7 separate regions of the Mus musculus genome follow, and regions 2, 3, 4, 5, 6 and 7 are each linked to region 1. The links are chromatin contacts, called in public HiChIP or PLAC-seq and promoter capture Hi-C maps. All regions are on one chromosome and are shown on one strand. Each heading gives the region's core, a stretch centred on a gene start, on an enhancer-like site or on the middle of the called end of the contact. The rest is flanking DNA. Distances are from core to core; before and after follow the strand shown.

The links. Promoter capture Hi-C pulls out the DNA fragments that hold promoters and counts their contacts. HiChIP or PLAC-seq counts read pairs in DNA pulled down with a chosen protein or histone mark.
Region 2: a contact with region 1 is called in a promoter capture Hi-C map of pre-B cells, with 6 times the contacts expected there. The contact joins the promoter of Mcoln2 here to the promoter of Lmo4 in region 1.
Region 3: a contact with region 1 is called in a promoter capture Hi-C map of pre-B cells, with 5 times the contacts expected there. The contact joins the promoter of Pdlim5 here to the promoter of Lmo4 in region 1. A contact is called at or near these places in 5 of 39 promoter capture datasets (embryonic stem cells, liver, neutrophils and 1 more), 1 of 484 Hi-C or Micro-C datasets (embryonic stem cells), 3 of 115 datasets of contacts at active chromatin or transcription factors (astrocytes, embryonic stem cells and thymic regulatory T cells) and 2 of 9 other capture datasets (adipose tissue and liver).
Region 4: a contact with region 1 is called in a promoter capture Hi-C map of liver, with 9 times the contacts expected there. The contact joins the promoter of Syde2 here to the promoter of Lmo4 in region 1.
Region 5: a contact with region 1 is called in a promoter capture Hi-C map of liver, with 4 times the contacts expected there. The contact joins the promoter of Gbp5 here to the promoter of Lmo4 in region 1. A contact is called at or near these places in 5 of 39 promoter capture datasets (the SN4741 cell line, embryonic stem cells, hippocampal neurons and 1 more) and 3 of 115 datasets of contacts at active chromatin or transcription factors (astrocytes, large pre-B cells and thymic regulatory T cells).
Region 6: an H3K27ac HiChIP or PLAC-seq map of thymic regulatory T cells shows a contact between it and region 1, with 11 times the contacts expected there. The contact joins the promoter of Gbp7 here to the promoter of Lmo4 in region 1. A contact is called at or near these places in 7 of 39 promoter capture datasets (the 3T3-L1 cell line, the C10 cell line, liver and 2 more) and 1 of 115 datasets of contacts at active chromatin or transcription factors (thymic regulatory T cells).
Region 7: a contact with region 1 is called in a promoter capture Hi-C map of liver, with 6 times the contacts expected there. The contact joins the promoter of Gbp2 here to the promoter of Lmo4 in region 1. A contact is called at or near these places in 2 of 39 promoter capture datasets (liver and pre-B cells) and 1 of 115 datasets of contacts at active chromatin or transcription factors (embryonic stem cells).

The regions. Positions count from the first base shown.
Region 1 is chr3:144,203,491-144,206,962 of GRCm38.p6, reverse strand. It overlaps Lmo4 (LIM domain only 4), which reads left to right and starts at 1,708. Exons shown (of 5, transcript NM_010723.3): 1 at 1,708-2,143.
Region 2 is chr3:146,148,316-146,151,787 of GRCm38.p6, reverse strand. Mcoln2 (mucolipin 2) reads right to left here and starts at 1,955. Exons shown (of 14, transcript NM_026656.5): 1 at 1,782-1,955. The coding sequence starts at 1,858.
Region 3 is chr3:142,394,060-142,397,531 of GRCm38.p6, reverse strand. Pdlim5 (PDZ and LIM domain 5) reads left to right here and starts at 1,836. Exons shown (of 13, transcript NM_019808.3): 1 at 1,836-1,946.
Region 4 is chr3:145,986,340-145,989,811 of GRCm38.p6, reverse strand. Syde2 (synapse defective 1, Rho GTPase, homolog 2 (C. elegans)) reads right to left here and starts at 1,942. Exons shown (of 7, transcript NM_001166064.1): 1 at 643-1,942. The coding sequence starts at 1,813. It overlaps Gm35352 (a long non-coding RNA gene), which reads left to right and starts at 2,317. Exons shown (of 3, transcript XR_376174.3): 1 at 2,317-2,440.
Region 5 is chr3:142,495,039-142,498,510 of GRCm38.p6, reverse strand. Gbp5 (guanylate binding protein 5) reads right to left here and starts at 1,577. Exons shown (of 11, transcript NM_153564.2): 1 at 1,516-1,577.
Region 6 is chr3:142,528,396-142,531,867 of GRCm38.p6, reverse strand. Gbp7 (guanylate binding protein 7) reads right to left here and starts at 1,532. Exons shown (of 11, transcript NM_001083312.2): 1 at 1,429-1,532.
Region 7 is chr3:142,618,699-142,622,170 of GRCm38.p6, reverse strand. Gbp2 (guanylate binding protein 2) reads right to left here and starts at 1,508. Exons shown (of 11, transcript NM_010260.1): 1 at 1,363-1,508. It overlaps Gbp2b (guanylate binding protein 2b), which reads right to left. Exons shown (of 11, transcript NM_010259.2): 11 at 2,995-3,472.

The DNA.
Region 1 (3,472 bases), core at 459-2,958:
ACAAAATAATAATAATAATAAAAAAACCTCTTTCCTAAATTGGTCTGTTTTCATCATGACCTTCTGCAGCTGTTGTCTGTATAGGACATTCCAATTATTATCACGTTGATTTTTTTTTAATAAAAAAGCTTTTAAGGTGAATGATCATAAGAACACAACGTTAAATACAAATCCATAAAAATAATTTTTAACTGTAGCATGTTAGGAACTCAAGGAGCTAGAATCCAGAAATGAGTATTTTTAACTGGTATTAAAACCACCCTCTTCCTGGTTTCATAGGCAATATTTATTCCTTTGCCCTAATTTTGGCAGTTTAAAGAACCAAAATTCTGCACACAGCTGCTAGGACTGTAGATTTTTTGCCTGATTTTTCTTCAACTTCCTTTCTTCCAAGCTTCTCCCACAAGACTGGTTTTAGTTAATGATACTTAGCAGTACAGCTTTGCACTTCCATGATAATTTCCAACAGAAAAATCTCTCTGGAACTTACTATTAATAATCAACCCTAGTATTAACCTCAGATCGGAGATTTATTAAACCTATTTGGCAGAGTAAAGTTGAATAACTTGATGTTCAAGGATCCAGGCTGAGCTCTGGCCCTGGAAAGAGGCTCTGAAGCTAGCTAGCATTCCTCAAATCTTGGTTTGTACAAGAAACGACTAGTCTTTTTTCAGGGTCGTGAGCTAGCAGCAGGTCTGGCAAATGCTCGCATCGCTTTAGGGGGCTACGAGGGAGCTAGCATCACACCCTCTACACTGAAGCAGAATGGTGAGCAAAAAGCTTTGCCCATAAAGTTTCCTTCATCTCTGAAAACCAGGGTGTGATTTGCATTCACCAGCAACTGACAAGCATCTATGAAATGCCTCCTCCTTCCAGTTTACACTGGGGTTAATGGGAGCAAGATGGGGTTAAGCTGGCAGTACTTAGGTAGGAACTACTTCCCACTTTGCTTAAGGTTTTGAAATCTGCAACCCGAAGAATTAAACAAAACACCCGCTTTTGCACCTCCCTCCGGCAGAATGAATCCTCTACCCTAACAGGAAGAGACCCATTTCTGGGAAAGTAAGTTTCCCGAGGGTCTGTTCTCTGAGCCAGGGAAGGCGATCCCCGAGGCCCTGCGGGGGCGGGCTCCACGCGTCCTCGCGCGCTGGGCAGGCAGGTGTGGTCCTGAGCCTGGGCACGCGCTCGCTGGCCGCGTCCCCCGCGCCACCCGGGTCCCTTCTCGTGCCCCGACCCCGGGCCCCCCCCGCCTTCCCGGGCCCGGCCGGCTCAGCCGCCCGCCTCGCTCCCCGCCCCCCGAGTCTCGTTTCAGTCACCCTTTGTCCTTCCCCGGATTGGCAGGTTTTATTATTCCGCCTGAACAATCCGGCCGCCCAGTGGCTGAGGGTCGCTGACGTCGGCGGCAGAGCCGGGGAGTAGTTGGGATTCTGCTCTGTCAGTAACACATGTGTAAGCGCCGCCGAAGGAGCGAGCGAGCCGGCTAGAGGCCCGCGCCGCCGCCTCCTCCGAGCCGGGCAGCAGCAGCGGGGCAGCCGATCGGTCCAGCGCTCCCGGCCGGCCCGCAGCTCCCCACTCCGTGCGTCCTCGTACCGGCCGCGGGACCGAGCCTGCACCGCCGCTCCCGGGCCGCAGGTCGCGGGAGGGGGGAGCTCGGCCGAGCCGCCGGCGGCCCCGAGCGGGCGGGCGGGCGGGAGGAAGGCGGCGGCGGAGGAGGAGGAGCGCGGGCGCGGCGGGGGCGGGGGCGCGTACAAAGTGAAGCCACATTGCCAAACTTGCAGCCGCGATTGCAGCAGTGGCTGCTGCTGCGCCGCGCGGGCCCGGCCGAGGGAGCCTGCAGCTGCTCGCGCGCAGCCGGGGGCTGAGGACCGGGACCCTCGGGCTGAGACTTGACACTTCTTCGCCGGGCCGCCTGCCACTTAGCGTGGGGCTCCCTCTACCCGCCCCAGAGCCACGCGATTAAAAAAAAAAAAAAAAAAAAAAGCAGCCCTTAGCCCCCTCCTCCCCTTTCCTGCTTCTGCGAGAACTCCCTCCCTCCCTCCAGCTCCGCCAGCCCCAGCGCCCCTGCCCTGGAAGCCGAGCGGCTCCGCTCGCATTTCGCCGCCGCCGCCGCCTCTCGCAGTGTTGCAATATAGGGGAGAAGCAGGTAAGGGGGTGGCTGGGGACGCCGCGGGCCCGGAGGGGACGAGGGAGAGAGGGAGGGGGGAACTGATCGGGGCCGGGGCTGTTTTCTTTGGCTTCCTTCCCTTGACCGTCCCAAATTGCAAGTAAACAATACGTCGCCTTAGATAATGCGTGAGTCTGAAACTACCGGAGGCCGGCCTGCGAGCTAGCAAGGAGGGCAGCCCCGGGCCGCCAGCTTTGTAGCGGTTCCTTGCTTACAAAAGGGTTCTTCTTGGAGACGGGGCTGGTGGGGACCCTGGAGAGGGCTGGGGGCAGTTCCAGTTCCTAAAGGAAAGGCAGGGGCTGCTCAGATGAGAAGTGGTGTGTGCGTGGGTGGGGGCGATAGTCAAGACCCCCCCCCCAACACTGTTTGAAACAGGGAACGAAAAGCTCTAAGTGACCAGGAGCTGGCATTGCTGATTCTTTTAAAAAGAATTCCTCTTGGCTTATAAGTCTTTTGTTCCAATCCAGGAGAAATCCGGTGAATCACCTAATTAAAATCAAGACATGAATTAAGCATCCATTTTTGTACTACAAATGGCCAGCGCTACGTTTGTCCCTCCCTTGGTCTCCATTAAAAAACACCAGAGACGTTGTTAAAGGGGGGCAGATTTTGCCTCTAGCTGCCAGCTCTGCTTTCTATTTCACTGACTATCCCAGGACCTAAATTGCTTGGCTATGTAATTACTAGAGTATAAGCCTATTTAACTTAAAAGCTTTCTTTTTTTTTTTTTCCAACTCTAAATGAAACTTGATGAGGGCCCGTCCTTAGTTATCAGGGGAGTCACTTTCTGGTCAGTCCTCTTGATTCATCTCTTTTAGATTTAATCAGCATTAAGGTATTGCTTGTCCTTAAGAGCTTTAGCTAATGGGGTTACTGGATGCTTTTCTCAGTGTAATGTTTCCTTTTCAAAAAAAATATACATATATATTTACCTCTCACTAAAGATGGGGGTGGGGAGCAGCTTGGAATCTCCTCCCTCCCCCTCCCTTTTAAAAAAGGAATTCGGAGCGATTAAAACGTTGGGGGGGGGCAGTTTAAAGACCTAGGGCAGGAAATGCAGATTCATTTGGGTCAGGGCTGAAATTGTAACAAAAAGCAATTCCTCGAGTAAATGCATCAGAGAAATCAATTTACATAAAGGTATGATGCATTCGGATAAATGCAATGCTAATGGGTTTTAGAGCGGTCCTGGTTCCAGAGTCTCAGGGTTTTGTTACAGCTTAATTGGTGCAGTTCTTATTCTGGTTTATTGTGCGGTCACTGGACACACGTTCCGGGACTCTTTCGGAGGAAATGTGTTTAAAATCG
Region 2 (3,472 bases), core at 706-3,205, 1.9 Mb before region 1:
TTATGTATCTCGCCTACCATGAATACAGCCTTCTCCAAGCCAAAAGACAGCGGGCACATAAACCAGAGTTGTCTGCTCCTTAGTGTTTAGGACGTACATTCAGGGAAAAACAGAAGAGTAGGTGCCATGTGGCCTATTTTAAAAAGCCTTCTCTAATTTCAGAGACATAGTTTGCACGTTTCATGACAGCAGGCATTTTGATGGGTCGTTCACAACTGGTCACCGTTCTCAAAGTTGCTCCAATGTTTTCTTTTCGTGGATGCGCGTGTATTCGTGTACGTGCACATGCATGCACACGTGTTGTGCATGTGGGGACAACTGTGGGTGTCATCTTCAGGAACAACACAGACCTCCTGTGAGACAGTGTCTCTCACTGGCCTGGAGCTCTGAAATTAGGGCTGACTGGCTGGCTAGTGAACTTTGGGGGGGGGGGGTCCTCCTGTCTCCTGCCTGTTGTGCACTGGGATTACAGGTCCCAAGTACTGTCACCTGGCTCCAACAGTGTTCTTTGAGTTTGCAAGAAAACACCTCTGGCCGGGCGCCTTTAATCCCAGCACTTGGGAGGCAGAGACAGGGGGATTTCTGAGTTCGAGGCCAGCCTGGTCTACAGAGTGAGTTCCAGGACAGCCAGGGCTACACAGAGAAACCCTGTCTCGAAAAAAACAAAAACAAAAGAAAAGAACACACCTCTGTAGCCCCACCAACATGGTTTTATAGTTCAAAACCGGTCTTTTGAAGGTCTGAGAAGTCTATGCCACCCTTGCAGAAAAGCATCCATTCAGGTAGCCATCATAGACTAACTTCCCTATGGCTCAGTTTCCTTGCTGGCTTCAAGAACATCCTGCTAGGAAGGAGAGGCCGCTCCCTGCTCCCTTAGAAAACTTTAACAGCCCGCCACTATTTGTTTTAAGAGCAGCAAGCAGGAGCCAAAGGCCACTTTGTCCTCACCTCCCCGGCTCAATTGCGCTGCTGCAGACATTCAAACTCAGGAGAGGCCGCTTGGCAGAGCCACCTGGCTTCACTGAACGCCTTTTCATAGAGCTGGGGAAACCAGGGTTGACCACACCGCAACCCTCCCACCTAAGAAAAAGTCGGTTTGTTCCGGAAGGCAAACAATCAGCCTCATTTTTAACCGAGTGCAAGCAGTTAGCATTAGTTTGCCCGGGGTAGCAAGAACTCTAAGGTAGAGCAAACCAGGATCTTTTCAGAGTCCTGTCACCAGGAAAGAAACACACACACACACACACACACACACACACACATACACACCAAAAAACAAAAGTCATAAAACATCTGATCCCTCTCTGTCTCTCCGGGTCTCTTGCCTGGGAAAACCGTCAGTTTCAGGGCCAGCCATCCTCCTTCAGAACTTTCCAGGGCTCCCGGGACTGAAGGAGCTAGACCCATTCCCCGCCCAGAGGTTCAGTGGCCCCCAAATGAAAGCCTTAGGGGACCAAAGCCTCTTACCCTTCCAGTCAGCGCTCTGATCTCAGCCCCGGGACTTTGCGGAAAAGCGGCTGTGTGCACCCTGGTCGCTACGCGTGGCCCTGTCCTCCCGCCACGCCCCCCGCGTCCCCACCCTCGGCCGCTGACTTCCTTCAGCGCTGGGCGACCCAGGGCGCTGTCACGAAGGACTTTTGCTACGTAGCGGAGAGCCCGGACGCGAGGCAGAATGGGGTCCACGTGTGAGCTCAGGGACACCTTCTCGGCGGGAGATATTCCAGGAGGGGACGCTGGAATCCAGACGACCACCAGACATGGTCCACTGGGGGAGTACCCACCTGTGGTGGGGACCCCAAGTCAGGTCCGGGACGCGGTTCCACGCAGGCAGGTCCAGCGTCTCCTCGTCTCCGGGCATGACGTGACCCCAAATTCCCTCAGTCCCCACGGTCCCCACACCCGGCTCCGCCTACGGGTGTCTGCGAGATGCAGGTGGAGTGGACGCCCTTATAAAGGGAAGTCGTCCGGAAAGCCTGCTATGAGGCCGCCCGTCGTCCACCCCGCCCCCCTGGCCGTCCTGACCTCCTCCCTCCCGCCCCATTCCCCACCCCACCACCCCACCCCCGCCCCCAGACCTCTGACTCCTTCAAAAGTTCATTGCATTTCTTTTGAGCTCACCATGTGGCCCACACTGGCAACCAGAGCAATCCTCCGGCCTCAGCCTCCTGAGTACTAAGATTACAACAAGCACGTGCTACCAACGCTGGGATTTTGGACAAGTAAAGTGTTGGTACTGAGTTCTACCGGATGCTCCTCCCTCTTGGAATCAATAAGTTCGTGGGGATGGGTTTCTTCACTAAGGAGTCTTTATTCTGATAACTCCCTAACAAGTAGTTAGGATGACAGGGCAAGCATGTGGAAAGCAAGACCCCAGCCTCAGCCACCAAGTCAGCTTTCTGCAGCCAGTCTGCTTGACCCCTGAGTAGCCCAGAGTAGCCCACCCCAGCGGCCTCTATGCCCTTCCCCCTTGTTGCCTGAAAGCAGGGGCTTCAAGACAATTGGTTTCTATGAACCTGGCTACAGTACCCAACCTGAAGCTAGCAGGGCCTTTTGGACAGAACCGGCTCAGAGGCTCCTGTCGTCACCATGCAGTGGAGCTAACTAAACCCCTAAGTTTCCAGGCTATGTGCGTTAGGAAGTGTTCGAAAGGTCCCCATGTTTAGCTAGGGCAAAGGACAGTTTGTAGAGGATTATGTAGAAAGAGCTGGACAGAGCCTTTTGGACCCTTTGTGTAAGGTTTTTGTTTTTTGTTTTGTTTTGTTTTTTGCTTTTTGAGACAACCTCATATAACTGAGACTGGCCTCCAACTTGCTATGAAGCTGACGCTGGCCTTGAACCTGGTCCTCCTGTCTGCACCTCACAAGGGCTGTTGGTGTTGAGGAATATTCTGCCCCACCCCCACCCTTCCAAATCTACTCTGTTTTAAAAAGTCACTTTCCAAAAACTACTGGGTAAAAATGCTTGAGTTTTGTTTGTTTTTGTTTTTCCAAATTTCTTTTAGGAAATACGCTTACTGGGTATGGAAAGTCTGAGAAAGTCTGTCTGAAAAGTCACAGTGCCCACCGTACCTTCATGCTCAGGATTCTGTACACTGCCCCCTCCCCCCAGTGTAGCCAGTCCTGGGTTTGACCCCAGAATCATGGGGTGGACAGAGAGAATCCATTCCAGCAAGTCCTCTGGTCTCTGCAAGTCATGAGTGATACCTATGTGTGGGGTACACACACACACACACACACACACACACACACACACACACACGAGAGAGAGAGAGAGAGAGAGAGAGAGAGAGAGAGAGAGAGAGAGAGTGTATGTGTTCACAGACATTTGTTACTACTCCCAAGTCACATAAACAGCCACTAGCAGACGAACTCTTTCTATTTAGGTCTCTGACACTCCAAAACCTTTCTTCTTACTATATCTACCCACTGACAAGACAGGTCATTAAACAGTTGCTGGTGTCCAGTAACTTTCT
Region 3 (3,472 bases), core at 587-3,086, 1.8 Mb after region 1:
AGTTTAACAATTTCCTGGAAATGGAACAGGTAGTGTTTGTTTAAAAGTATGATTTTGGGAGGCATATCTAAGGATTCTAAGTTTTGATGGGACCCAGGAAAAGGCTACTTTCCAAGAGGACAACTGGATAAGTAACAATTCATGCAAGAATTAAGCAGTTACTTAACCTGCTGATAGTTCCCAGGCTTTGGACTGGAGTGGGAAGGGAGAAGGTTGAAGGCCTGGTTTGCAATTAGGACTAAAACTTAAGGTACATTTGGGCCACCCTATCTACTCTCAGCTCTTTCCTCATCATCTCAGGATGCTGATTCTCTGATGCTATGGTTCAAACCTTGGTAATGAAATAGCATTGATCTAGTTTGATTTTTACTGTATCAGCACCAAGCAGATGAGGGGGTGAAGAGAAGAACGTTATAAGGTAACACAGGCAAGTGACTTGTCACAAGTGGAACTGTCTATCATGTGTTATAGAATCTGTTGCAACTTTCATTTGTAAACATTGTGACTAAGGCTGGTATTCATCCTATGAAGGCAACTGTAAGGCTGACTCTTTGCTTTGCAGGGGATATCTGTTTACATGTAACCATTCTTAACCATTTACTTTGGAATGATCTATGAAACAGAACCCTAAAACACACTAGACAAATCCCACATTAGAAAAATTCTTCCCTGCAAACTAGTTTTCCTTTTAGAATGTAATACAATCAACAACTGGCCAACAAAATATGCAAGTCACATCCATGTTAAACTTTCTAGTATATACATTAAAAAATGAAAATAAGTTGTAATAATGTTTTAAATAGGCAGATAATATCAACATATAATCAACATACCTATTTTTTAAATTTATAACATTTTAAAAACCTGGTCCATATATGTCAACTTGGCCACTAAACATCCAACTGTACAGTGAAATGTAGTCCTACTGAAGCTTCTATTTAATGGAAATCCTATCCTACTCATGTATAAATTTAGATTCATAACAATGATATAAAACATTTTTACAATGAGTTAAATAGACATATGTGGCCAGTGGCTACTATTTGAACAACTTTGAACCTACTTTAGGAGTTTGCTTGTACCTCTAGAGCAGACTCCAGACTCAGGGACTTCGGTTGAGGTTTATTTTTGTTTGATACACCACTTGGTTAACACTTGTGCTTTTAATATTTTAAAAGTTTCTTTTCGAGTATTCGTTAAACATTACTAACGTTTGCTTGTGAATAAATTCTCTGGGCAAAACCAAACAACTTTACAGAAGTAGGTAAATGTGCTGTTAATTTGGAATTAGAAAAATAAGCTGAGGATACAGTGGCTGAATCACTTTTGGCCACTGCTTTGTATGGCTGTCCTTTAGCTTGACGACAGATTTAACTTCTGCATATTAGGGTTAGCGATTTTCACCTTCCTGACAAGCAAACTTCAGAGTTTGCACTTCTCGAGAGTATACAGAGGTCTTTCACAAAAGCAGGCGGTAGTCGCTGAACTTGCACCGGCAGAGATTTAGCTAAAGCCCTTTTCTATTTTCAGCCAGACCAACTGCGGGTCAATTCAAGTTTCTGCAGAGTGAAAAACGCCGAAATACAAAACAGAGAAGCGGAAGGCTAGATCTTTGCCAGGTACCAGTCCAAGACTACACCCCGGAGACTACGCCCACCGAAACTCCACAGGGGCAATTGTTTTTTGTGGCGGCGGCAGCCGGTCCCAGCAAGTCACAGAGCACAACAGGGAGACTCCACTGCCTTCTAAGCCCTGAGCGACGTGGCCCCGCCCAGCCCGGACCATGGGGGCGTGACCATTAGGGGAGGGGCGTGGCCAGCCTTGGGGCGAGGCGGGGCGAGCGCGGAGGCGGAAGTTCCCCACCGGCTTGAGAGGGACGGCGCAGGCACCGCGAGCCACTTGTCAGCGCTGGTCTGAGGCGGAGGGTGCGCCGCGCCGGTCAGGAGGTGAGTGGCCGCGGGAGGCGGAGGAGCACGTCCTGGTCCGCGAGGGAACAGGAGGAGAAGCGGGTGACGGGGTGCGGCGCGTGGAGGGGCGCGGGACGAGAGGAGGACGGGGCGAGCGTGTCCCCGGGAGCCGCTGCTCCTCAGGTGCTCCCGGTGCGCGCCGAGGTGTGAGAAGCGCCCGGGGCAGGGCGGCGCGCGGCGGGACTGAGCGCCCGGAGCCGGGGCTCTCGGGGACCGGCGCTCCGGAGAGCCGGGCGCACCAGGGGGCGCCCGCCGAGCCGGAGGGCAGGCGGCGAAGGGCAGCACCTCGGCCTGGGGCGCGCCAGCCCCCAGGGAAGCTCCGGCGAGCCGAGAGTGTGCGCCTGCACGGGAAAGCGGCGCAGTTTTGTTTGCTGGCTCCCAGGCTACGGAGAAGCGTGTATTTCCCCCTCCCTGAAATATGTGCAGTTGTGTAACCTGTGAGGGTTACACGTCGGTGCGTCCAGAAGGAAAGCCCACTTAGATCAGTCGCGGTCGCCAGTTTTTATGAAACTGGTGTATACTTGGGGCTTGGGTCAGACTGAGCTTCAGCCCCGTTTGACAATGAGTGGAAAGAGGAAGGGCGTATGGACTGGGCAGAACTTGGAAAGAAAATTCGTGACTGGGCTGGGCAGGTCTAGGGTGTGATCGCCAGATCCTATCCCAGGTCCGCCTTCTTGACCCGAGGACGTCTGAACCCGCCTGCTACGGAAACTGCTAGCTGGGGAACCTTATTTGGCCAACAGGGCTAGGCGTGAACCCAAGCTGGGAAACGTCTCATCCCTCAGCCTTAGTGCTTTAGTCCTCCCACCATTCTATCTCAGGAAGGGGAGAAAGAATCTCTAGGTTGTCTTAATTGAAGGGCTCCTCACTTGTAGGTCTCTCCCGGTTACGCACACCAAGGAAACTCGCACACAAGTGTGGGAAACCACTTTTAGCCTCCCTCACTAGCAGTAGATGGAAGGTATTATTTATGCTGTCCCTAAAAGAAAATCCAAAGCTCTACAGAAATTCCAACGTTTTTACATGTTTGAAAGCAGAATAAGCTGTTATTTCCTGCCTGCTTGGTTGGTATTTTAGCATTTGGGCACTAATAACCACATGGGGGAGACTTGGAAAAAGCCAATAAAAATATTGCCGTTGCTTAAGGATCAGAATATTTTCAGACAAATGAATTCCAAGCGAAGCTAGCAGAAAGGGAATTTAGAGAAGAGACCGGTGTTGTGGTTTGGCTGACTTGGCTAGTGCTAGAAATGTTAATAACAAATCGGAGAAATCAGGAAGGGAGTCCCTAAGAAAAGGGAAGTGACATGGATGTGGGATGACACACAAGTACAATACATTCTCTCCTAGGGAAAAATGGAGCCAGAGTACCGTTAGCGTAACTTTCACATTCTTCCCTTGGCACAGTTAAAGATTAAAAAAGGAGAGTGGCCTGTGGACTGTCAGTGGGTTTACTGATTTCTTTGTCCCGTGTGGCACTATCAAGACTGCCTCTACTGGCCTTC
Region 4 (3,472 bases), core at 693-3,192, 1.8 Mb before region 1:
TTATGAAGCCTATAAAATTCTACCTTGGATCGAATTCAGACTCACAAACTTCCCAAGTCTTTGAGTTTGCCTAGAGCTACAGAAAAGAAAAGAAAAAAATTAAAATAGCGCCCCCCTCCTCCCGCATCAAAACCTACATTAAATGCATGTAAAGGACTTAAAACCTTCATTCACTGTTGTCCTAAGGGAGGGAGCACGCTGACTCTTGGAGAAGAGAAAAACAAAAAATCCGAAAAGGGAAAGAAGGAAAAAGCAGGAAGCAGGAGAGAGGGAGGAGGGGAAGGGAGGGGGCGCAAAGACCACAAGATTTAATGTATGACATTAGCAGCGACCCGAGACCCGCAGAAGCCCACTCGGGAAACAGTACACCAGTGGTTCTCAACCTGAGGGTCTCGACCCCTGTGGTGACTGAACTAATTTTTCACTGGGGTCGCCTAAGACCATTGGAAAACACAGATATTTGCATGACGTCTCATAACAGTGGCAAAATTACAGTTATGAAGTAGCAACGAACATAATTTTATGGTCGGGGGCACCAAACATGAGGAACTAGATTCAAGGGTCACAGCATCAGAAAGGCTGAAAACCACCACACTAGAGGCTCAGGGCGCTGCTTAGCATATTGACTGCAAAGTGTCCTACCTGTCAGTGTGATTCTTTGGTCCGTTGTCACCGAGAGGACGTGGTTTTCATGCACTTTCCAACTGCCCAAATTTGGAGAGGTTGTCTGCGCTCCGGGAACTTTGGGTGCTGTCCCGCGATCGCGACCCTTCATCCCCAGGGACAGCAGACGTCCTTTGTACATCCACTTCTGCAGTTTCTTGACAGTCACCGCAGGTGGCTTGAGGGGAAGATCCTCCGGATGGTCCTCTTGGCTGCTGGATATCACAGAGGTCCCCACAGGATCCTTAAAGGGTCGTCCCGAGGACCCGCTGGGGTCATGGCAGATGGGAGGCAGGAGAGCGGCGGACGTAGCAGCCCTGTGGCTGCCCGGGCTCCAGCCGTCCATCCCACCTCCACGTGGCTGGGGCTCGTCCCTGTCCCGGTGCGCACCGCACCTGATGCAGCTGTCGCTCGCCCACCGCTGGAGCAGAGGCGGCCGCCGGCTCACGCGGAGGCTCTCGAGACTTCTGCAACTGGACAGTTGTATCCGAGGACTGGGAGGCCGTCCCTCTCTCGACTCCGTCGGAGGCGACCGGGGCGGGGACACCTGCTGCGGAGGGCGGTCGCCGCCTCGGAGGCTGCAGGCTGGGCGCACGGCTGCGCCGCGGGGGAGAGGCGGCTGCTGGCCCTGAGCCCGGGCTCCCGCGGGTCCGCCCCGCCGCGTGCCCGAGTCAGGGGGTAGGTCGTGCATGGCCTGGATCAGCAGATAATAGGCCTCTCGCAACTGGGTCTGCAGCCTGCCCGTCTCCAGGCGGCCGCCCTCCATCCCCGGGGAGGAGCCCGGCGCTCGGGAAGGCGAGGCCCGCAGCGCCTCCGCCCCCTCGGGCGCGCAGCCCGCCGGCAGGTTCTCGTAGTAGTCGGCGCCCTCGTCCTCCCCGTCGTCGTCGCCGCTGCCCCAGGCGCCTGGGGAGGCGCGAGCAAGCGCGCGGCCCAGAGCGGCGGCCTCCTGCGCCCCGCGAGACCATGGCACCCGCGCGCCCGGCTGCTCGGTCCCCCATGCGGGCCGCTCCATACCGGGGCCCGCGAGCTCGTGGGGCGGCGAGCGTCCCTCGGAGAGCGAGGCCGCCACGGAGTCCGCGTGCAGCCCGAGCGCGCCGGGAGCGTGCCGCTCTCGGAGCCGGCCGAGCGTCCTCCGCAGGGGCTCCGCCATGAGCGCCGCCCTCAGCAGCCCGGCTCGCCCGGGGCGCGGGGCGGGCTCCGAGTCCCGCGCGGGCGGAGGCGGCGGCTCTCCATGACCACGGCCGGTCCTCGCCAGCTCCTCACATACTTGGCATAACTCGGCAGCGGCGGGTCGGTAGAGGGGGGCGCGGGCGCCGCAGCGCGCATGCCCCGGAACTAGAGCCGCGACGGGGCGCGCGGGCCAACACGCGGCGTTCCCGAGGTGGGCGCTCCGGGGGCGGGGCCTGCGCGGCTGCAGAGAGGGAAAGGTGGAGCGGGTCGGGCTGCCACCCCGCCAACCGCCCCGGCCCCTCCCCGCTGCCCCCTGCGCGAGGCGGGGCTCCGGTGCAGCAAGTCCTAGCTTGAGAGTAACAAAGACTGTTTGGACCGACCAAGTGCGAGTGCAGGTGTATCTCACAGGAGCGTTGTCCCCAAGATGTTCTGATCGGTTCCCTGCTCCCCGGAACTGTTGGAAAGGAATTTGCGGGGCTAGAGAGGTCGCTCGGTTGTAAGGATCGCTGGCTGCTCTGGTGTAGGACTCCAGTGTCAGGGGTTCCGAAGCCCTCTTCTGGCCTCCGCTGGCACCCGGCATGCGTGTTGTAAACCGTCATAGGTGCAGGTAAAACAACCATGCACGTAAAAATAAACAATAAAAAAGAAATCTGTAGCAAATCCTATTCAATAAGGAATTTTTAAAAAAAGTCCTTTATGTACTAGATCACTTCGGTTCCCTCTTTTTCAAATCTGTTTCTCCTTCTGTAAAAATGATACCTTCTCATCCAACGTTAATCCCTAGATCAAACAAAACTTGTTAAATGGAACCACAGATAAGAGCCCCGGGTACAACTACCAAACTAAAAGCGCTAGTTTACAGCTTTTAAATGTAAAAATGCTAACTGAAATTCAGTGTTCACTGGGTCGAAATAGAGAAAGGGTGAAATTTGGAAATACCTACTCTCAATACCAAACCCTGCCTGGCCTGGCACTGATCGATAAGAATCAGTGTTGCCATCATCTCTGATTTCAGCTATACTTTTTGGTTGTTATGCATTGGGAATGACCTTTGAGCCACTCATACCGCACAAATATCTAGCACATGCTTGCACTTAGTAGGTACTCAAGTCCTCCAAAAGTGGTAGTTGAGTGAATGGTCCTTACTTATTCCAGTATGGTCCTCCATGTAAGCCCAGCTGCTTTCTGTGCCTAAACGCTCCATCCTCTCAGCTCACTTGGATCTGTGCCGTTTGTTAGCGCCTGGCTCTCTGCCTTTGGAGTCATCCCCCTGTATCTGTATGCGTGTAATCTTCCCTGTGCTAGGCTTGGTGTGGTGGTATACTTGCTTGTGGAAGGAGGCTTAAGATGGAGGCAGTAGGAGGACAGCCTGAGGCCCTCTCTCAAAAAGCTAAACAAAGGAACAAAGAAACTGACAGGAGTGCCCCTCAGGTGAAGGCAAAGCTTTCAAGCCTAAAGATTTGAGTCAATTGTATCAAGACCCACACCCTGGAGGTGAGGAGCCATTGCTTTGTGACCTGAGACTCACTCCAAAACACAGGAATGCAGAGGGGAGGCTGAAGGGCTACCTACCCATCCTCCTCTTCACCATGGAGTCAGCTCCCACACAGACTAGGTCTCAGGTTCTACCAAACTTCAA
Region 5 (3,472 bases), core at 328-2,827, 1.7 Mb after region 1:
CCAGACACACATATGTTACATAGACATACAAACAGGCAAACACCCATACATACACACACACACACACACACACACACACATATGCATATATATGTATATATACATATATACATAAATATACATATATATACATAAAACTAGATAAAATCGGGTTTTTATTTGTAAGTTCCACTTAATATTGATTTCCAGTCTCATCCTTGCAACTGAGTAGCATTATGATGTCATTCAAGTCTTCCCTACAATTCTGCTTCCTACAAGCCAGACGTAACCAAATCAATATGCATTTATATCAGTAGAGGGTTGGGCTAGAGATATTGGCTCAGTGACTAAGAGCACTTGAGGCTCTTGTAGACCTGGATTTTGTTCCCTTAACCCATACCAGGTGGCTCACAACTACCTATAACACCAGTCCTGGGGGACTAAAATACACTCAGGCACACACATAAATAAAATAATTATAAAAAAAAAGAAGAGAAGAGAAGAGAAGAGAAGAGAAGAGAAGAGAAGAGAAGAGAAGAGAAGAGAAGAGAAGAGAAGAGAAGAAGAGAAATGTTCACACAAGGGGAGGACTGTAGGGAAGAAGGTCACCAAGAAATCTGAAAGTACTGAAAGGTGCTGGAGATGAACTTCTGGTGTTTGCTCAGTTTTTGCGTTTATATTCTTATCTGTTCTTTAAGTATGATATGCATGAGGCACGGGACACAGCAAGAAGTCAAAAGAGTTCCCAGGAGCGATCCGCATAGCCAGACCATACCGGCCAAATAGGTCATTTTTTGATTCGTCAACATATAAAGGTAGAGACAATATTGTAGCAGAGACAGAATCCAACACAAATGGGGTTTAAAAGTGAGTGACTGCCCAGGAAAAGCAAACACGGAACCTTTAAGAGATGGCAGTGCAGCGAAAATGCTCACTGCTGTCAGCAAACCTCTTCCTGTGTGCCTTGGAGTTCTCTCTCTCTCTCTCTCTCTCTCTCTCTCTCTCTCTCTCTCTCTCTCTCTCTCTCTCTCTCGCAGCTCTGGCTGTGAATTTGTCCCAAGCTCCAATGAGGACAAGCATCGGCCCACATATAGAGCCTTGCTGTCTGGGAATTCACTTCCCGACAATGGGAGCGCTGGTTAGAGCCCCAGTCTCAGACCTTTTACTGCGCAGCTCATGCTCTGCTATATTGTTCATGCAAACAGTATGGTTGCCTGCTATTCTGGAGGTGATTCTGTTCTAAACAGCAACTAGGGATGCCAAGAAGTTAGAACAAGCGGAGATAAACAGTTGGAAGTCATTTCTACCTTTCAGTTTAATCTCTTCACACTCTGCCCTCTCATTAACAGGAAACAATAACGGCACTGAATAAACACTCGGACTGCTGGACAAGGAATTCTGCTTCTCTGAGAACACTGCTGTTTAATCTCTAATGGGGCTGAGCCAGCATCCAGGCTAGGATGCATCCCATCCTGGATAAAGTAGTCTAAAAAATAATTCCTAACAGTCTCTTCCCACCCCTGCTCCAGGTCTTACCTTAAGAAAAACTGAAGAGCGGGAGCAGGGGCCAGTAAGAACACTGCTTCAAACGGGACTCTGCAAGAGGACAAACTCGTTGCACCCTTATTTATCTGTGCTTGGTTCTGAGAAATAACGGCCAGCCCTGGGAATTTCCTTTCCTCTCCCAGAGAGCTGGGAGAGAACTTGATTATGAAACGCAAGAACAGGAATCTGCAAAAGGGTTCTCTAAACTGAAATTGAAACTACACAAGTTCAGACTGTATAGTTGAAGGGGATTTTCAAAAGCAGAAGGCTTGAATGTCACTGAACTAATTTCCCAGAAGTTGCCCACAATCTGAAAGAGAACGTTGACATCGTTTGTCATTGTTTCAAGCGCTGTTTATTTTATTCCTTTGAACGAGGGTGATAATTTTTATGGTTTTGAATCACAATTGTTTTGAAGGGAAACCTCACGTACTATTTGAAGACTCATTTCTTACAATTGTCTCTGCATCCACTTAGGATAAAAGTTGTTTTCATTGGTAGTAGGTTAAACAAGGAACTCAGGGTGTCATGTTGTGGACTCTTGAATCCCATATATAAAAGAAATAAAGAACAGAATTAGGAAAACTGAGGATAACTTTTTTGGAGTTGGAGAGAGGAAAAAATTAGCAGAGCAGACAAACCGTACAGGAAACCAGAAAGGAGAGATTGCAAAGGAAAAGAAAGCTAATCACGCTTGCTGGGTTAGAGACTGCACCAGCAAGCTGACTCAGTCACAGAAAGGCTGTAAGCAGCTGCTTTAATCTTATACTGTTTGGTGCCGTTTGGAACATCTGCTGATGATGTGACCCAAGTCCGATTCTTCTGAGCAAAACTCAAGCCACTGAGTGGGTTAAACTAATTTTTTAAAATAGGTCAATAAAATAGCTATGCTTTACCAAGAAGAAATAGCCTTCCCTTAACGGAGCTTCAAGAAAGATCTTCTATCTCACTTGTCTAGAATTCAAGCCAAAATAATATGTTAACAAGTCCTGGAGATGACGCTGTCACTACTGGGACAAGGAAACTCAGGAAATGTCTGGTCATATGTAGCCAATAAAGATCAGTTATATAGAAGCTGAATGTTGTACATGGATATTTGCGGACTTTGTTCTGACGCTCTCTGGAGTCTAACTCTCCTAAAAGGAAGCATACTCGCTTTAGACTGCACTTGCCTGTAAGCTTGACAGAAATAGCATTTGACTTTATGGTGGGTACCGCCTATACTGGTGACTTTGGGTAAAATAACCTAACCGTTATCACAATAACAACTGTATTGATCCATGCGCATTGGATGGCCTTCCACTCCAGTGTCTTCTTTGGTTCGTTGGTTGGTTGGTTGGTTGGTTTTGTTTTTATTATATCAGTTTTTCAAAAAATATTGTTTTTTCTGTGGGATTCCTTTACCAGACTTCCTTTCCATGGACTCGATCACTTCTCCAGACAGGCTAATCTCTGACTGACTTGAGCATGCAGCCTCGGAGTACCTGGCCTCAGAAGGAAAGGCACGTGGATGACTGGTCTCATTTTCCTGTGTCTTGAGTTGAATGCAGAGGCAGACTCAGAAGCTGTCAGACCTGAGTGCAGGCTGATTTCTAGAGCACTAGGCCTGTCTCTGTCCCCATGAGTGTGGTCATGGGCTGGGGGACAGTGACTCAACTTGAGACACAGTTGGTAGAGCACTGCATGGAACCAGTACTTCCATACAGAAGACTCCAAAACTTACATTGCGAGTGAGCGCAGGGTTCCACTGACACTCTGGAAGGCAGCTTCTTCTTAAGATCTTCACTGTCCCCTCTGAGGGACCCCATGGGCTCTTGGTCCTTGGCTTTCCCCCCTTTGCCTTGCTACACTCCCCCCTTTGCCCTATTCTACCACCCTTCTTTGCCTTCCTGTGCTTTGCAGAGCAAGAAAACACTCTCTAGTAAGACTTTGGTGTCATTTTACCGCT
Region 6 (3,472 bases), core at 283-2,782, 1.7 Mb after region 1:
GGACCTTCAGCTTACTTTCTGTACATAGATAAGTGACAAGCACGTGACCTTACACTGGCAAATTATCATCTCCCACCTGCTTCATGCCCATGCTGTTGAAGATGACACATGGATATGATTCTTTTCCAGTGGCTAATTTCCCTGAAAATACATCCTCGTGAATAAATACTTCTGTGGGCAAATCTCTGATGGTGCATTCTCTCTTAAAACAACCATAAGTATTGAAGGCTATTGTGCCTCCTTTTCACTTGTCTTGGAGGTCATGCACACATGCTAAATGAATGCTCAGGAAGACTATAAACTGCCCAGTGGATCAGGGAATAAACACCAGATCCTATTACCAAAACTTCCCTGATAGAACCAACTTCCGCAATTCACCTTTTCTACACTGATAAATATCCTAATTGGGAAATACCAACTCTCAATTGATTAGTGGCATGTCATGATATAATGTATAAGGGGCACTCTGGGTGCTGTTTGTCCTCTGGTGGCATCTTAAAAACTGTAGGTGTTTCTTTACTTAGCATCAATTTAGAGTAGGTGTCGAATGGGAAACGTAAGCTCACCTTAATTCTGTGAAAGACAACAGTACCTTAATGACCAGTTCTATCTATATTAGGAAAATATTGATAGGCATGTTATTTCTCTTCTCTCTGCTCTCGTGCAGGTCTGGGTTACTGTCCCAACTAAGAAGCTTAAAATTCACAGTAAATAAGTAGAACTACATAGCTGCGATTGGTCATGTAAATTATCCATGGTCTCCAAAGGTGGCTCGAGCCACAGGGAAGACAGTAAAAAACTGCCTCCTCCGGAGATTTTTCACAAGCTCCAAAACTGGTCTGAAACCTTAGATGGACGACTTTGAAACAGTTCACAATACATGAAGGGGTTCAGGCTTTCCTGCTGTTTCTAACTTTTGACTGAGTACCCCATTGCAGAGCGCGAGAGTGCACTGGTAGCACAGCGGTGCACGGGGCGGGCGCAATTGGAAATTCTGTCTGACTCAACAAGGGAAGGCTATGTTTTCTGTTTCTTCAAGCCGAGCTGAGCTCACAGCGGCGGGAGTACCTGAGGACTATGGTAGATGAGGATTCTGGGGTTATGCCCTCTTACTTGGAAACAATGCAGGGGAATGGGTAGCCTGCGGGAGTGGGTAGCCCTGGGCTGATATTCCCGTAGGAACCGCTCACCACCCCACCCCATCCCCCACCATGCCTGGCTGTGGTGGCTGCTCGAGAGTGGTCGCACTTCCCACACTGAGCAACGCTGTCCACCCACCCTGAGGCCACCAAGCCGTCTCTGATCGCGGTCGTCCACCCTCCGGTGTCATCTTGCACCAAATGTGGAGTTTATGGCCTGGGACCTCGGGACCTCCCTGAAGCTCCTTAGGAGATGTGTACATTGGGTATGGAGTCTCAGGGAACTCACCAGCCTGCACCGGATTCTCTGCTACCTGGATTCAGCACCTTTAGGCTTGCTGCTGCGCCCGCCCCGATTCCTCCTGAAAGCTCTCTATTCTTAAACTCCAGAGTGAAACCGGATATTGCCTGCACTTAGTTGTGGGGATGGAGAACTGAAACTGAAACTGCACACACAGGCTTGTGCTGACTTTCTGAGAAGCTTCTGCTTTTCCTGGAAAGAAAACGGAATCTGTGGGGAACAAGTCCATAGTCTTCCCTGCCAGATGGGCGGCGGATGAAAACAAGTCGCTGATTCTCTAAATACTGACTTCTATTGGGAAATACAGAATGCTGCAACAGAAATGTGCCAGCTCCTGCCACTGGCTTATTCCAAGAGGTTGACACCAACGAGACGTTTTTACCTTAAAAAACGCGCAACTCGTGCATGATAGTAATACTGTACATATTAAAAAGGTAATGGGTTGTTTCTGTGCATTGGATACCTCATGTGATATATGATGCAGACTGGGTTAACATAGCTATCTCTTCAAACTGTTAACACTTCTTTTTTGAGATGTATGCCACAGTCACCATCATTTATCTTGCTGTGCAGCAGCACATATGAAAGTCTGGCTTCTCCCTTTTTCATGTCCCCTACGGGTTAGCTTGCTATGCCTTCTACTATATGGAGGTTTTTTTTTTTTTTGTTTTTTTTTTTTTTTTTGGCAAAACCGAAATGAATTACAACAGGTGTTTTGGGAAAGAAAGAAAAAAAGCTTTGTCTTAAGTGACTGTCCAGATGTCTGGTAACATACAACAGACTAAGCTGTCATCTTTGTTTGGTTAAATGTCTTGGTGCATTTTAAATTCACAAATATTCATGTCAGGGTGATTCTGTGATTGGAATGTAACCTCGTGTTGTGTTAAGGAACATCTACATACAGACCAGACTAGTGAAGTATCCATGTCTGATGCTTTCTTACAGGCCCCTCGGAATCATCTTTCTGAGCTAGGGAGGAGGTGGGGCTTGGTCAGGCCTGAGAACCATCATGTAGTGTGTCCTCAGGTTATCCTTCAGGTGGGAACATCAATTTGATTCCCATCTGTTAGTTTGACTGAGGTAAATTTCTCCCATAGAACAAAGTTAAGTGTGAACTCTGTGGAATAGCAGTTGTCAGACTCAAGGCTAGGACACGAATGCACTTCATTGCAGTAACGCTGGATGAACTAGGCATGTCTGGAGTCAGGGCACGGGGCAGACACTTAAGTGTTAAAGCTTTCACAACCCTCTCTTTTATGTTGCTTTTTAAAAGACATAATGGATCTATTTCAGATGGACCTGCTGTGAGGATTTGTATATGCTCAGCCTAGAAAGTGGCACTATTAGAAGGTGTGGCCCTGTTCAAGTAGGTGTGGCCTTTTTGGAGTGGGTGTGTCACTTTGGGTGTGGGCTTTAAGACCCTCATCCTATCTCCCTGGAAGTCAGTATTCTGCTAGCAGCCTTCAGATGAAGATGTAGAATTCTCAGCTCTGCCTGTACCATGCCTGCCTAGATGCTACCATACTCCCACCTTCATGATAGTGGACTGAACATCTGAACCTGCAAGCCAGCCCCATTTAAATGTTGTCCTTTATAAGAGTTGCGTTGGTCATGGTGTCTGTTCACAGTAACAAAACCCTAACTAAGACACCTGGAGCACAATGAGACCTCCCTGAAATCATCAGGAATAATGACCCAACATGTGGGAAATGCTGTAATAATGGGAGTTCAAGGATAGACTCGAGATGGATCTGAAACTCCAATGAACCATATGCCTTTGCCGTTGCCTCTGGGTACATGCATTTGGGTAATTCCACACTTCCCTTCCGCACTGTCGGGCACTTCCCAGGCCTCAGCCAGACTTGACCATGAGCTCCAGCACTTTCTCTTGCTTTTCTTAGGTGGTTTTCTTTACAGCCACCTCTATTTTCTCCTTTGTTTGGTCAATGCACCTTTTTAGTGGCCATGGATTACTACTGTCTCTCTTCTGTTCTTAGCCATTTCTTTGAGTGTCTCCCTCATGACCCACTTG
Region 7 (3,472 bases), core at 259-2,758, 1.6 Mb after region 1:
CTACTCTTATCATACTGCATATTTATTAATGGGGGCTCAACAGCCAGTATTGTTCCTACTTGCATTCATTCATTCATTCATTCATTCATTCAGTTGCATCAGTATGGACTGCTAAGTACTTATTATTTCATTCCGTGTAACTTAGGACTTTGTGACCATTCCTTAGTTTGTTGCCTGGCTTGTTCCCCGTGTTCACTGAGGCTCCCTCAGCTGGATCCCGTGCTTGGCTGGTAGACTTCCATGACATTCCCAGTGCTGTGGTACTCTCTACCAGCACAGTCTTCCAGACACAGCTCATAGTTTTCCTATGTTACCCTAGAGAATTCCTCCCAAAGGTTTGGTTTCTTTCAGTTCACAGTGGTATTTATGCCACAAATATCACATGGACTATATGCATTGCTTTAAGGTGAACCAGTATCTTCTGGAACATGATATAGTTTTTGAACTCATGAAGTCACAGCAGCTGTGGCTGCCTATAGAAAACCTGCATAAAGGCGGGTGGTTAGTGGCACATGCCTTCAATCCAGCACTTGGGAAGCAAAGGCACATGGATCTCTGAGTTTGAAGACAGCCTGGTTTACACAGTGAGTTTCAGGACAGCCAGGGCTACACAGACACACTATTTTGAAAACAAAACAAAAGAAAAAAGAAAAAATGCATAAATCAAAATTCTACCATAGGTTGGTGAGAGTCCCGGGAAGCCCAGAGCATAACTGAGATGATAATGGCAGTTAATGGCTGCTACAGACTCCAGGGTTGGTTTTCTTCAGTAAATGGCCCCTGTTAAGTTACCTGAATTCCACTAGGTGGCCTTATGCCCACGTTTGAATGAGCTGCAGTGACTTGATTAAATGAGGACATGAAACTGAGTGAGGGGTGGGTGGGAGGAGATGGAGGAAAGAGTAGGGAATATACACAATCAAAAACACATGACATATATGATGTTCTCAAGGAATAAATAATGTGTGTGTATTCAAAATAGTATACACAAAGATATTGTAGCTCAATAGATTTTTCAATGGGGGAAACTGTCTCTTTTTATGAATTCCAAGCAGCCTAACTTATTTAGGTAGACACTGGCAACAAGTTCAGGAACTTTGTCTGAGTATCATTAAATAGTAAGAATGATATAAAATGGTACCGAGAAAGCAATATGAACCTCAACACACTTATGCTCTCAGTGTGAAGTCTTCTTTCCCAGAGTTTAATTAATTTGCCCTAGTAGGGACAGGGACATCTAGGGTAAAGTCTGCCTCTGTCACCTAGCCCTGGGCCACACACATCTGTGCTGGTTTCAGCCTCCTCTGGTTAGGGTAAACCAGCAGTCTGCTAAACAGTTTTCCACCCCTGCCTCTGTCTTACCTGAAGAGAAATCCTTTAGAGAAGAAGAAGAAGCAGCTTTTCAATGCTGGTCAGCTTTGCCTCTGAGGCTGGCTGCAGAGTGCTCTGTCCTCTCTCACAGGCACTGTGACATAGACCCTGTAGTAACCCGGGAAGTTCCAGATTTTTGCCAGAGAACTTGTGAGGAGTTCGCTCTTTATTTATGCTTAAGACAGTGAAAGTGAAACTAAAAGAGTTCCTAACTGGGGTGGGGTTGGAGGGATGACTCAACCAGCACTGCAGGAATGAGGGGTTTGCTCATGGGAGGAGGGTCTCAGGACTTCTCAGGTAGAGATTGATAAATGGTGCCATTTCTTGTGGGTGTTTCAAAATGTAGGGTGAAAAGGGTGTGGTTTTGAAATCATTCTCTTATGTTTCAGTCCTTTTTTGTCCATTAGTGTTTGTTTTGTGAAGTTGCCAGCCCCACTGTGTTACACAAAGTTAGCAAGCAATTGTGCAATTCAGAAGTGGACATGAATCGTTTAAAAATCATTTCTCTGTACTGTGAAAGAATAAAAATAGAACGAAAAAGGTGAGAATTTGGAGGGACAAGGAGAGAGAAAGGAAGGAGAAAGATGGGGGAGACAAAGAGAGGGAAGGAGGGAGGAAGAAAAATTACTGAAAGTGAAAGTGAATCTGAGTTCCTTTAAACATGTCAAATGCTGGGAAATCAGCTAGCTTGTTTGTTAGTTTGTTCATTTGTCTTTTGGACTAGAATAATCGCTATTAACATTATGTACAATCCCACAACAATTTTAGCACCACTTAAATATTTTCAATCATGTAGACATGTAGAATTTAAGAGTAAGCAAAAGGGATTTCTTTCTTTTCTTTCCTTTTTTTTTTGTTTTTTGTTTTTTGTTTTTGTTTCTAAGCTTAAAGGGGTGGAGTTTCCAGTCATTTGTAGTATGTTTCCTTAGAAACAAGTGAGTCAGAGTCCTGACCCTAAACCATTGAGTGCAAATAACATCTCTCAGAGGCTGAGGGAAGCCACTGTCAAAACTGAGACTGACATCTGTGAGTCTCTGAGCTAAGGCTGGGAATGACCATGGAGTTGACAAGCCACTGGCACTGTGGCTGTGAGAAGTGTCCCAAACTGTGCTTTGAAGTTCTGAAGATGTCTAATTAATCCTCATGCTGATTTACCCACGGACTAGTACTTAAAATCTTCCAGGGACTTAACACAAATCAGACAATAGGTCAGACTTTGAATACAAGTGTTGAATTCTTCTTCAAGCACACATGATACAAGCATGCACTGAAAAGTATACTACAGAAACACTATACCATCCACTGTTATGCTATAAGTTAATGTACCACTAGAAGTATTTTTTAAAGCCCTGGGTTTAATGCCACTACCAGAAAATAATTATACAGAAAGTATCTTTGTGTTTCTGTATTCCACAAGAGTACTAAGCCCCGTGACTGTGACATTTCCTCTGTGTGGTACTACTGTTATTCTGAATGTTCAGTTGCAGAGCTGAACCCCTCATCATTGGGTGCCTGTGTGACAGCTAAGAGTCTTCTAATGACCTCCCCTCTTACAGAAATTTAGGAGCGGCGTTTCTTACATTATGAACAATGTACAGCATGCACTTGAAACAATTATGGTAAGCTTAATCATTTTTATTAACAGTTTTCACTTAAACAGTGCTTCTGCCACATTGTAAAAGGCATTTATCTTCAGAGATATGCAAATCATGTCATAGCAGCAAAAGAAAGATAAAAATGAAGGTTGGTTTCACAAGAGTTGGCACTGTGATTATGAGCCTCAGAGGAATAGAACGAAATTTATTTTGAGTTCTCCATTCTGTGTAGAAGTCATTCTAAAACTCTTAGAAGGAGAAAGTGTTTTTGAAAAATAAAAAGAGAGATTAGAAAGGAAACACAGTAGGCTGGAGCATGAAAGAAAACAAGAAGTTCTCTCAATGGGGGAGGTGCAACGCCCACTCGCCTATGCATTCTGCCTGGAGGGGAATTTTCTTCTCCTCTCCAATGAAATACTCTGCTCATCCAGCAACCACAGAGCCTTCCCACATTGGGCACTGCCCATTGTCTACCCTGGGAACCAATGTCTGCAGATAGCATGAGG